Regions from separate parts of the Mus musculus genome. Here region 2 is linked to region 1. The links are chromatin contacts, called in public promoter capture Hi-C maps. All regions are on one chromosome and are shown on one strand. Each heading gives the region's core, a stretch centred on a gene start, on an enhancer-like site or on the middle of the called end of the contact. The rest is flanking DNA. Distances are from core to core; before and after follow the strand shown. Region 1 holds the start of Zfp612 (zinc finger protein 612). Region 2 holds the start of Hydin (HYDIN, axonemal central pair apparatus protein).

Region 1 (4,782 bases), core at 1,698-4,197:
CCTCTGAACCAGTAAGCCAGACACAATTAAATGTTGTCCTTATAAGAGTTGCCTTGGTCATGGTGCCTGTCCATCATGGAGGCCAGTTTCCTATCTGAATGAGAGAAGCCACAGGTAGTGGCCATTCTGGAAAACAGTGAGAACTGAGGTCAGTGCAACCCTCGGTAACACAGAAATGAAAGGAGGTTGTATCCAGATGTTGGGCTGGAGGTTTGGAGGTCATGTTAACCAATGCTTCTTATTTCTCTTTTTCCAGCTTGACTTTGTCTCCAGTTGAGGAGAACAATGTTGAATTAAGGATGTGCATGCTCACACCCTGTCTTTTGCTGGTGTTTTCAAAGAAAAAAAAAATAACAAGAGTGTGATCCAAAATGGTGAATGCTCTTTTGACAGAGTTCTGAGTGAAACGCGGGATGGTTTTCCTCTTCATAATGCTGGAGTCAGATTCCTGGAATTACTACATGTTAAAATGTGTGAACATGCATGTGTGAGTCCTAGATTCCGGTCAAGATTTTCACTTACATGAATGACACACTAACAAGTCTTCTTCTGTAATATATGTATGTGCATGTATGATCCCTGCTTTTTGGAACTACCAGAAAAGACAAATAGTTATGTAACTATGAACACTAACTAAGCAAAAATGTGCCAAAAGCTGAGAAGTACAGGGTGCTGTAATGGCATATAAGTGGGGGCTCCCACCTTGTTCTGGGTGGTTGGAGAAGGCTCACTTTCTGTGAGGAGTGGGATTTTAGCTGATGTTTCCTGTAACAGGAAGGGTAGGACTGGTAAGGAGAAAGCATTCTGTGCTTGTGTGCAAGTGCAGGAAGAGCAAAGAAAATGGGTGTGGTGAGAGCCAGGAGGGTACAGCAGGATGGGGACGAGCCAAGCTGGAAGGAAGAAAGAACTGTGTTACCAGAGTCAGGAAGGGGGTTCATTTTCAATGCTTGAGAATTTCATACACACATGTAGTGGTTTTGACAACCTCCATTCCCTCTCCTCTATCCAATCCCCTCCCCCTCCTATCTCTTTCCCTCCAACTTCATGAGTTCTTGTTAGAACTCACTGAGTCCTCTTAGTGCTGCTAGTCCTGGAGCATGGGTAGGCTCAGAGGGACCACATCCCATTCCCTGAAGAAAATAGACTCCCCTTTCCCAAGCAGCCGTCAATTCTCAATAGCTCCTCAGTGAGGAGTGGGGTTTTGGGAGCATGTCCAGGAAGGAGAATTTGTAAAGAGGGTCCAACCCAGTAGCTTTTAGTACTGTCTAATGTCCCCCAGGGTTCATTCTGGGACTTTGTGTGGGGTAAGTTTTGTTTTGTTTTTTTGTTTTTTTTTTAACCTTTGATGGTGATGGTGAGGGGTAGCATTGTGGGTGAAAGTCAGAAGTGCCACAAAGCCGACGATGTAAGACAGTCTTGGCTACAGAGGAAGACTTGCTAGTGTGTGACTAGTCATTTATGTAAGTGAAAACCTTGGCCAGAATCTAGGACTCAGACAACGCGTGTAGCAATTCCAGGAATCTGACTCCAGCATCATGAAGAGAAAAACCATTCTGTGTTTCACTCAGAACTCTGTCAAAAGAGCATTCACCGTTTTAGATCATGCTCTTGTGATTTTTGGAAACACCAGCGAAAGACAGGAGCTCTGTGGCTCTGACATCCGAATTCCATGTGGGACAATGGCAAATATGTATGCCATTAGACCAAAGTAGTGTTGTTACTATAAATCATTTTCATGTATCCTCTACTATGTATTACTTGTGGGTCTCTAGGCAGTGCCAATTTTCAGTTCCCGAACAGAAGTCATGTCTACAGAGACTGACTCATTGAACTATAGTGCTGTTGAGATATTGGAATGCTACAGGTGCCAAGGCTAGCTAATTATCTTATTTTGGGCCAGTGTTACCACTTTGAATAACCATTTCTTGCTTATTTTTCTGTAAGAACTAACATCCTGTAATATAGATTAAACACCTGTTGGGATCTTGTAACAGGCCATTGACTTCCACCAACACAAAAGCCAAGAAGGTTATCATATAGCATCCATCTGAAATATAGAAAGGCGACCCCTATCTTGCTGTACCGACCTCTCTGATGCACCCAACCAATATATCTTTTTTTTTTTTTTTCTTCTTTTTTCTTTTCGAGACAGGGTTTCTCTGTGCAGCCCTGGCTGTCCTGGAACTCACTCTGTAGACCAGGCTGGCCTCGAACTCAGAAATCTGCCTGCCTCTGCCTCCCAAGTGCTGGGATTAAAGGCGTGCGTCACCACCGCCCGGCCCAACCAATATATCTTAAACTTTGATTTAGGACTTTTTTGATCTGTAAAACTATAAAACTGCTTCCGCGTTGGAACGTGGAATTTGGGGCAACCTAAATCTGGGCTCCTGGGCTATGATCACTTAAATTTGGTTTGAGAATAAACTATCTCTTATCCCCTTTAAGGTAAGAGTTGTTTTCTTGTGTCAACAGCAGGTAGTTATGAATTTCATGGTAGGAAATCAGGTTGTTGTTGTTGTTATTATTATTATTTGTCCTGGTTTTTGAACCCAGAGTGCCCGAGAAGCAGTGTATCATTAAGCGCCATCTCCAGCCTCAGCTTCCAGAACAACTGCAATCAAGGCCCAGCAGCAGGCCTGCATGACATTACATAACATTTATTTTTAAAGTGGACCCTGGGTCCTCCAGCCTGTGACGCACTGGCACAGTCCACCTGCTGGCACCTCCAGCTTTACCAAGACATAAACTCGGGTGGCCTTTCTCGGGTGGGTCTATCCAGTACTCCAGGAGTAAGGGTCCTAAGACATCAGAACCCATGGCCCACGACAAAGAGCTTGAGTCCTAGGCGACAGAGAACCGCAGAGGCCAGGCGGGCACCCCAGAGAGGGAGGGGGCAGCACTCCTAGAGGGGCGGGGTCGGGCCGGTGACGCACTTCCGGCCGCGCGCGGACCGTGCTGCGCAGGTGAGTGCGGACCCATTGCGGTTCGCGGTGTGTCTTGGCGGACAGCACGCAGGGGCTCCCGCAGCCAGCCTCGCGGGCCACCAAGTCTCCGTGTCCACAGCGGTGACGCTTGAGTGGCGACCATTGTCAGACCCAGAAAACTCAGCAGGTGGCGGATCGGGGAAGCTGTGTCACTTCACAGAGGGGTAGCTGCGTGCGGGGGCGAAGCGGCTCGAGGTGACATCGCAGGTCTCTTGACCCGCCGCGGCCCTGCAGGTGTGTACTGCTTGTCCCGGGCTCCAGGCAGGGTGAAGGGCGCGGGGCCACCGCAGGGAAAGCAGGGCCACTTCTCAGCCGTTGGGGACAGAGCGAGCTTAAGGCCTGGTCTGCTGCATCGACGTCAGGCCCCACACATGCACACAAGATGACGACATGGCAAGAGTACACACAGACTAGTTTCAGAATTGCTGCTATTTCATACCCCGTAGAAGGCAGTGCGACATTTGGATGGATGCAGGTCTCTTACGGCTATAACCGTAGCCAAAACACTTATTTTTCCAAGGTGGGGAGCAGGGAGAGACAGAGACAGAGATAGACACAGAGAAAGAGTTTTAAGAGAAAGAAAAGTAACGGATGCTTACCTATGCGCAGCCAGATAAGAACGAATCTGGTCCTTATGCTGCATCCATCAGTGTATTCGTTCTTCATCTGACTCTCAGACTCTTCCCACCCTCAGATGTAACAACTATTTTGAATTTTGTGTTTACCACAGCCTATTTTTTTAAAAGTGTATACATATGCAACAGTTTAAGCTTTGTTGTTGTTGTTGTTTTTGAGTACTTGGTTAATTTCTAAGTAGTGTCTATGTCAGCTGGGTAAGGTCCAGCTATAAAAACAATACAGAAGCTGTATTTTCAGGGGATGGGTAGGTTGTTTTCAGGCTGGTTATGCATCACAAATAGTGCTGACGATGGATACTTTGTGCATGTCTCCTACACATGAGAATATCCATAGGAATACATTTTTCAAGCTTTTTTATTCACAGGCAATTTTCATACAAATGTAGAATGCATTTGATTCATTTCACACCCCCCCTTCCTGGGCACCCCCTTTGTAGACATTTTTAAGATTTGATGTGGATATAGAGTTTTCCAAACACATTTGGCATCGAGTGTTCCTGGTCAAGGGTTAATTCTGAGCCAGAGGAAAATTTACAGCCTGATAGTTTTTTAATTGCCAAATAAGTCATAATGAAAATGGCTGGGGAAACTCCTGCAATTTGAAGAGGTAGAAACATTTAAAAATCCTTTTGTAGTCTAGGTTTTTCAAGATGTAGAACGTAGGACAAAGGGTTTTGTTTTGTTTTGTTTGTGGGAATTTAGCTATGAGTAGAATATAGTCGCCTGGACAGAGTGAAGGACAAAGATAGCAAAATAGAAAAAAAATATAGACAAATTAAATATAACAGTTCAGTTGGGCAAAGAATGATTGACACCACAACAACTTGTAAGACTGGGGATGCCATGGGGCTGGGTATTTATAGACAGGAGAAGACCTGTACTGAAGAGCTAGCTCAGTTGGCTTGTGCCTGGAGCTTGCCTTATTTGAACCTAGTTTGATCAGCCTGGCCACTATGATTGGCTGAGACTCAGTTCTGAAGTTAGGTTTTGAATGTGTTTATATACTGAGTTAGGTTGCAATTCTCTACAGGTCAGGACTCTGGTATATGAGTCAGAAGGCTTTCTTAGGCCAATTTAGTTTGCTTTAATAAAGTGCATACAAGGTTGCCTTACCAGCTTTGGCCCTCAACAGGTTCTGTCTTGCAGGGTCTCTGAGGAGC
Region 2 (4,841 bases), core at 910-3,409, 190 kb after region 1:
GAGCTGTTATTTCATGGAGTATTGTCTAAGAAGAGCTGTTTCACTTTCCCACCATAAAGGACACTGAAAACCTTCTTGGAAAAGGAGTTCTCCTCAAAGGCCTGTTCTTTTGTCTGGAGGGTTCAAGGGTGTCAGTTCTCAGCCACGTCTGAGGAAATCTTCCGTAGTGGCTCCCTTCTGACCCTGAACATGCTCAGTATGTGCAAAGAGATTTCGAGAGATGTCTGCCTTGTTCTCTTTGCAAAAATATTGGTCTGCTTCATCTGTTGGAAATTTGCTATTCCATGTGCCAAGCCCCAGTGACCACTTTAACATCATGTTGAGAATTCATTTGTGCATTCAGTCGGCATCAGGCTCCTGGTAGTGAGGCACTGTCAAGTGCATTTTTAAGACTAGGCGCATATGTATTTTAACAGCCATATTAAGCAGAAGAAAATTGAAGATTGGTTTTAATAACAAAACGTCCAACCTAGCATATCTAAAACTTCGTCATTTCAATGTGAAATCAATATTTTTTAAATTAGCAAAGAGGTATTTTTTTCATTCTTCTTTTCCTCAAAGTCTTTATGACACAAGTTCACATCTATCCCACCTTCTAGTTAGGAGCAGACACAAGGCAAGAACTCAGTGGCCATCGGAGGCCATAGATTGCCACCAGTGTCAACTGAGCTGGGCATACTGTCCACAGGGCATAAGCTCCTCAGACAGAGTTGATGTCTGTCTTGATGGCTCCTTATCAGTGGTTGGTATACAGGAGGTATTTTACATGTGCAACCTTGAATTGAGATGCAATAGAAAGAATAAAGGAACTTTTGGGGGGGGTTGCAGAATGACTTCCCATAACACTCAGAAATGAAACCACCCAGTTCTGCACATGGCTTGCCAGTACAGTTTGTAATTCATTTCTTCCACAGGCATCCAAAGTCCCTGAAGACAGAAGCTTTTCTGTCTTAACTCTCTTTCACACCCCCACAGTTACCCCTGGTTCCTGGTATTGCGGTGTGCCACTTCATGCAGCCAACAAGTATTTATGCGGTGTTCGTCTCAGACCGGTTACTATTTTAAGTGCAGGGATGGAAATAATGCAGTCTGTGTTGATGGAGCCCACAGGGCGAAAAGAAGCTAACGAAGGTCTGTGAAGGAAATAAATTGGGTGACATGATAGGGTGTGACAGGGGACAGGAGCACTGGGTACTGGAGGAGGAGGGGCCAGTTCTGCAAAGAGCCATCTCCTTATATCTCATCACAGTCCTCCCCGCCCCCTCTGCTGAAGGGACTAACTCAATCTCAGCTCTGCCCTTAACTTCCTGTTTCTGCTGTGCCCTGCTCTCTCTTTGGCCCGCCAGTCACTTTTATCTTCCAGTGTTTCAGCTTCTGGGCTGTCTTCTCAAAAGAGCCATCCCTGACAACCCTGTCCAGCTCCACGTCCCCCTCTCCCCCGCCATAACTCTGTTGACAACATGCATAACACCATCTATGACCGTGTGCATACCGGAGGTAAACTCTTGGTGAAGCCCTCTTGGCAGTTGGAATCTTTTAGTGCCTAGAATATTCCCTTGGTGACTAATATTTGGCCAATAATCACTGATCATTAGCTATGTGGGTTTTTTTTTTTTAATTTTTAAATTTTTTTTCCGAATGAGTAAAGAAAGATCACTAGTAAAAATCTTTGGGAGGTGTTTTAAGGGCTGATTTAAATACTTGTAAACGAACTCTGGGAAGAACACCACTTTATTTTCTGTCTCCTAAAAGAAAGACGGGCTAATCCATCTAAAAGTTACTCTTTGGGGATGCTATGGGCATCCAGTGTCCTAGGAATTGCTTTCAGTTCCTTCAGCACTTAACTGAAGGGCATTTCTGGACCCCTGGAGGAAGTCAAAGGACCACAGGCTAAACATTCCTGTGGAAATGGGGATCCCGATTGAATCACCAAGAGGCAGGTGTTCGCGGAGATCATGTGTGAAGTGGCTTTGAAGACCCAGGAAAGGTCTGGCTAAGGAAGGCGTTGGGGTGGGAGAGAAGCTTGTGGGTCAGGAAACTGTAAAGGAAATCTGTTGGTTCATTACCTGGCGGTTGCTAGGGACGCCCGCCTCCTCCAATCATCGTTCCTCTTACTAGAGTGTGAGCCACACTCTGCGGTTGCTGTGGCAACAGATGGTAACAAGATGGACTCGGCAGTGCAGCAAAAAGTGGCGCGCAAAAAGTGCAGAGACTGTGAGTTGAAACCCAGTTTCGTCAGGGAGCGCGGTGTGGAGTTTGCCCTGGGATTCTGAGTGTACAGAGGTTACCGGATCTCTCAATGGTCTCAGGGTGAAAGAGTGAGCTTATGGGGACTGATGAGATGGCCCCTACTGTTCACCCCACTGAATTTAGGGGATCTTGGATTTCTGTACTTGGGATTCCCGCCTGGAAGCTCGCTTCTAACTTCAGCTTTGGGCAAATCGCTTTCAGTCTTCCCTAGGAAAATGGATGGCAGGTCCCATGCCCTTCCTTCAGCTGTTCCTGCCCCGTTCTCAAAATGACCCTGAAGATCAAATGTGTGGCTAATTATATAAAGGAAAAAATCCCAAACGTGCTCTTCTTATGCGACCCTGAAGCAAGACTGCAACAGTTAACCGCCTCTGTGCCTCTCTGTGAGTGTGCGCAATTAGGGCTCAGAGAGTGCCCCAGGATTGGAGCTGGGGACCAGCGCTTTGTAGGTCTGTGCTGTCCTCGGGGCCCTGGGTTCTGTGTGTGCTTCAATTTCTGGAATCCTGATTCTGCTTGGGGTTGTTTCGTTTTTTATTTCGGAACATTACAAGCGCCCGAGTGTTAATTAGACGATTGTGTTTTAGCTCTTATCTTTACTTAAAGCAACTTGGGCCCCACTTCATGTCTAGTACCACCTGGAGCTTGTCTGGAAGATTGTAGAACAAGAGTTCTATTTTAAACGAGCATAAACAGTGGAGTCACGGGCGTCCGTGTTAGAACTCAGACCTTAATTAAGATCAAATTTGAAACTAGTTTAAAAAAAAAAAATCCAAACTCATGCAGGATAATGAGTTTGTTTGGTTTTTTTTTTTTTTTTTCCAAACCCAGACAGTCACAGAAACACCAAAAAGCTTTCAATGTGGGACTCCTTAAGGACATTTTATAAAATGTATTAGACATTTTCCCAGTCATCCTCACAAATCACTAGAGGGTATATGCGCCCACCCACTGAGTCATTGTTCGTCTGTGTTTTGGGGATCCCAAGTTCACATCAGTTTCTTCCTGGAGAGCATCCGCTCATGTGGGGAATCACACCTTGCTTGGCTGGGGGCTGGGAGGTTCCCTTCTTACCATCTCGCACTCACACCCCTGTGATTTCTACAGTTTGCACAGCTGTCCCTGCACTAATGTTCACCAGCACAATTGGGACCATTGATCTTGCTTTAGGGCCCAGGCTCACGCATTAATGGGCCTGCAACGACAACCATCCAACTATTTTTAAAGTTACCTGTTTTGTTTTCCAACACTCCTGAGTATAGTGAGCTTCATTGTCTCAGTTTGTGCGGCTTGCCCTGGATACTGGTGAATGCTTGAAATGCCCGTTCTTTAAGACTTTTATTATCCTGATGGGAAAAGAATGGCGATCACTTTATTTGTGTTTCCCTGATTGCTAGTCCAATAGAGTAGTCTCTGACTGTTCATTATTGACAACGGCTCTAATGTGAATCCGCTGCCTTTTAAAATGCAGATGCCCTTTTTCATATTGATTTCTAGATATCCATTTAGTTCTAGTGTCAACTTGACACAGCCTAAAATCACCTAAGAAGGGAATCTCACGATTGGCTTGTGGGAATATCTGTGGGGAATCATCTTGAGCCCACTGTGGGCAGCACCATTCCCTTGGCAGGGGGTCCTGGGCTGTATAAGAAAGCTAGCTAGGCATGAGCCTGCCAGTGAGCCAGCAAGCAATGTTCCTGTATGGATTCTCCTTCAATTATCCATCTGACTTCTCTCAGCGATGGGCTGTAACCTATAAACTGAAATGAACCCTCCCCCTCTAAGTTGCTTTTGGTCATGGTATTGTCAAAGCATCAGAAAAAGAAAATGGTGCACCGGGGCCATTGTCCATACGCAGGATACTAATTCACTGTATGTTGCGTTGAGATAAAATTAATATTTCCTCCCTGTACATTGATCATAGCTAGCTTCAGCTGTCAATTTGACACAGATATTCATTTATCTGAGAAGAGGGAACCTCGGTGGAAGAATTGCCTTGATCAGATTGGCCTGTGGGGCATTTTCTTAATCACTGATGTGGGAGGGGTCTAATCCCCATGTGGGCAGTGCTATCCCTAATAGTCATGCAGGCCCTGGCTGTAAAGAAAGCTAGCTGAGCAAGCCAGTTGGCAGCTTTCTCTGTGGTTCCTCTTTTCAGCCTCTACCCGGCATTCCTTGATGACAGACTTTAGCCTATAGGCCAAATACACCCTTTGTGCCCCCGAAGTTCCTTTGGGTGATAATATTTTATCACAGCCACAGAAACCATGCTAGGACACTCTTCTTGCTCTTGTTTTTCCAGGAAGCTGTGTTTGACATAAATAACCCATAAATGATAACTGTTCTTTGTGGGCCTATAAAACACTAGTAATTATGTCACACACTTTTAAAACCAGGTTTATTGACACATAGCTTGTACTCTTAAAACGTCTGCCATTTGTCTGTACAATTCCATAAGCTGGTTTCAAAAAGATAAGGTCTGTGTGACAACTCAACCCACCACAGTAAGTATATAGAATTATTTCTAGTAGCTCAGACAGTTCTCTTGTGTCTTGTTCTAGTTGGCCCTCTTTGTGACAATGATCTGATTTCTG

Evidence for each region. Capture Hi-C pulls out chosen DNA fragments and counts their contacts.
Region 2: a promoter capture Hi-C map of adipose tissue shows a contact between it and region 1. The contact joins the promoter of Hydin here to the promoter of Zfp612 in region 1. A contact is called at or near these places in 2 of 39 promoter capture datasets (cranial neural crest and embryonic stem cells) and 1 of 9 other capture datasets (adipose tissue).

Annotation. Positions count from the first base shown.
Region 1 is chr8:110,076,787-110,081,568 of GRCm38.p6, forward strand. Zfp612 (zinc finger protein 612) reads left to right here and starts at 2,948. Exons shown (of 5, transcript NM_175480.4): 1 at 2,948-3,218.
Region 2 is chr8:110,264,818-110,269,658 of GRCm38.p6, forward strand. Hydin (HYDIN, axonemal central pair apparatus protein) reads left to right here and starts at 2,160. Exons shown (of 87, transcript NM_172916.2): 1 at 2,160-2,214; 2 at 2,452-2,633. The coding sequence starts at 2,519. It overlaps Gm26832 (a long non-coding RNA gene), which reads right to left and starts at 2,205. Exons shown (of 5, transcript XR_879191.3): 1 at 2,067-2,205; 2 at 980-1,133.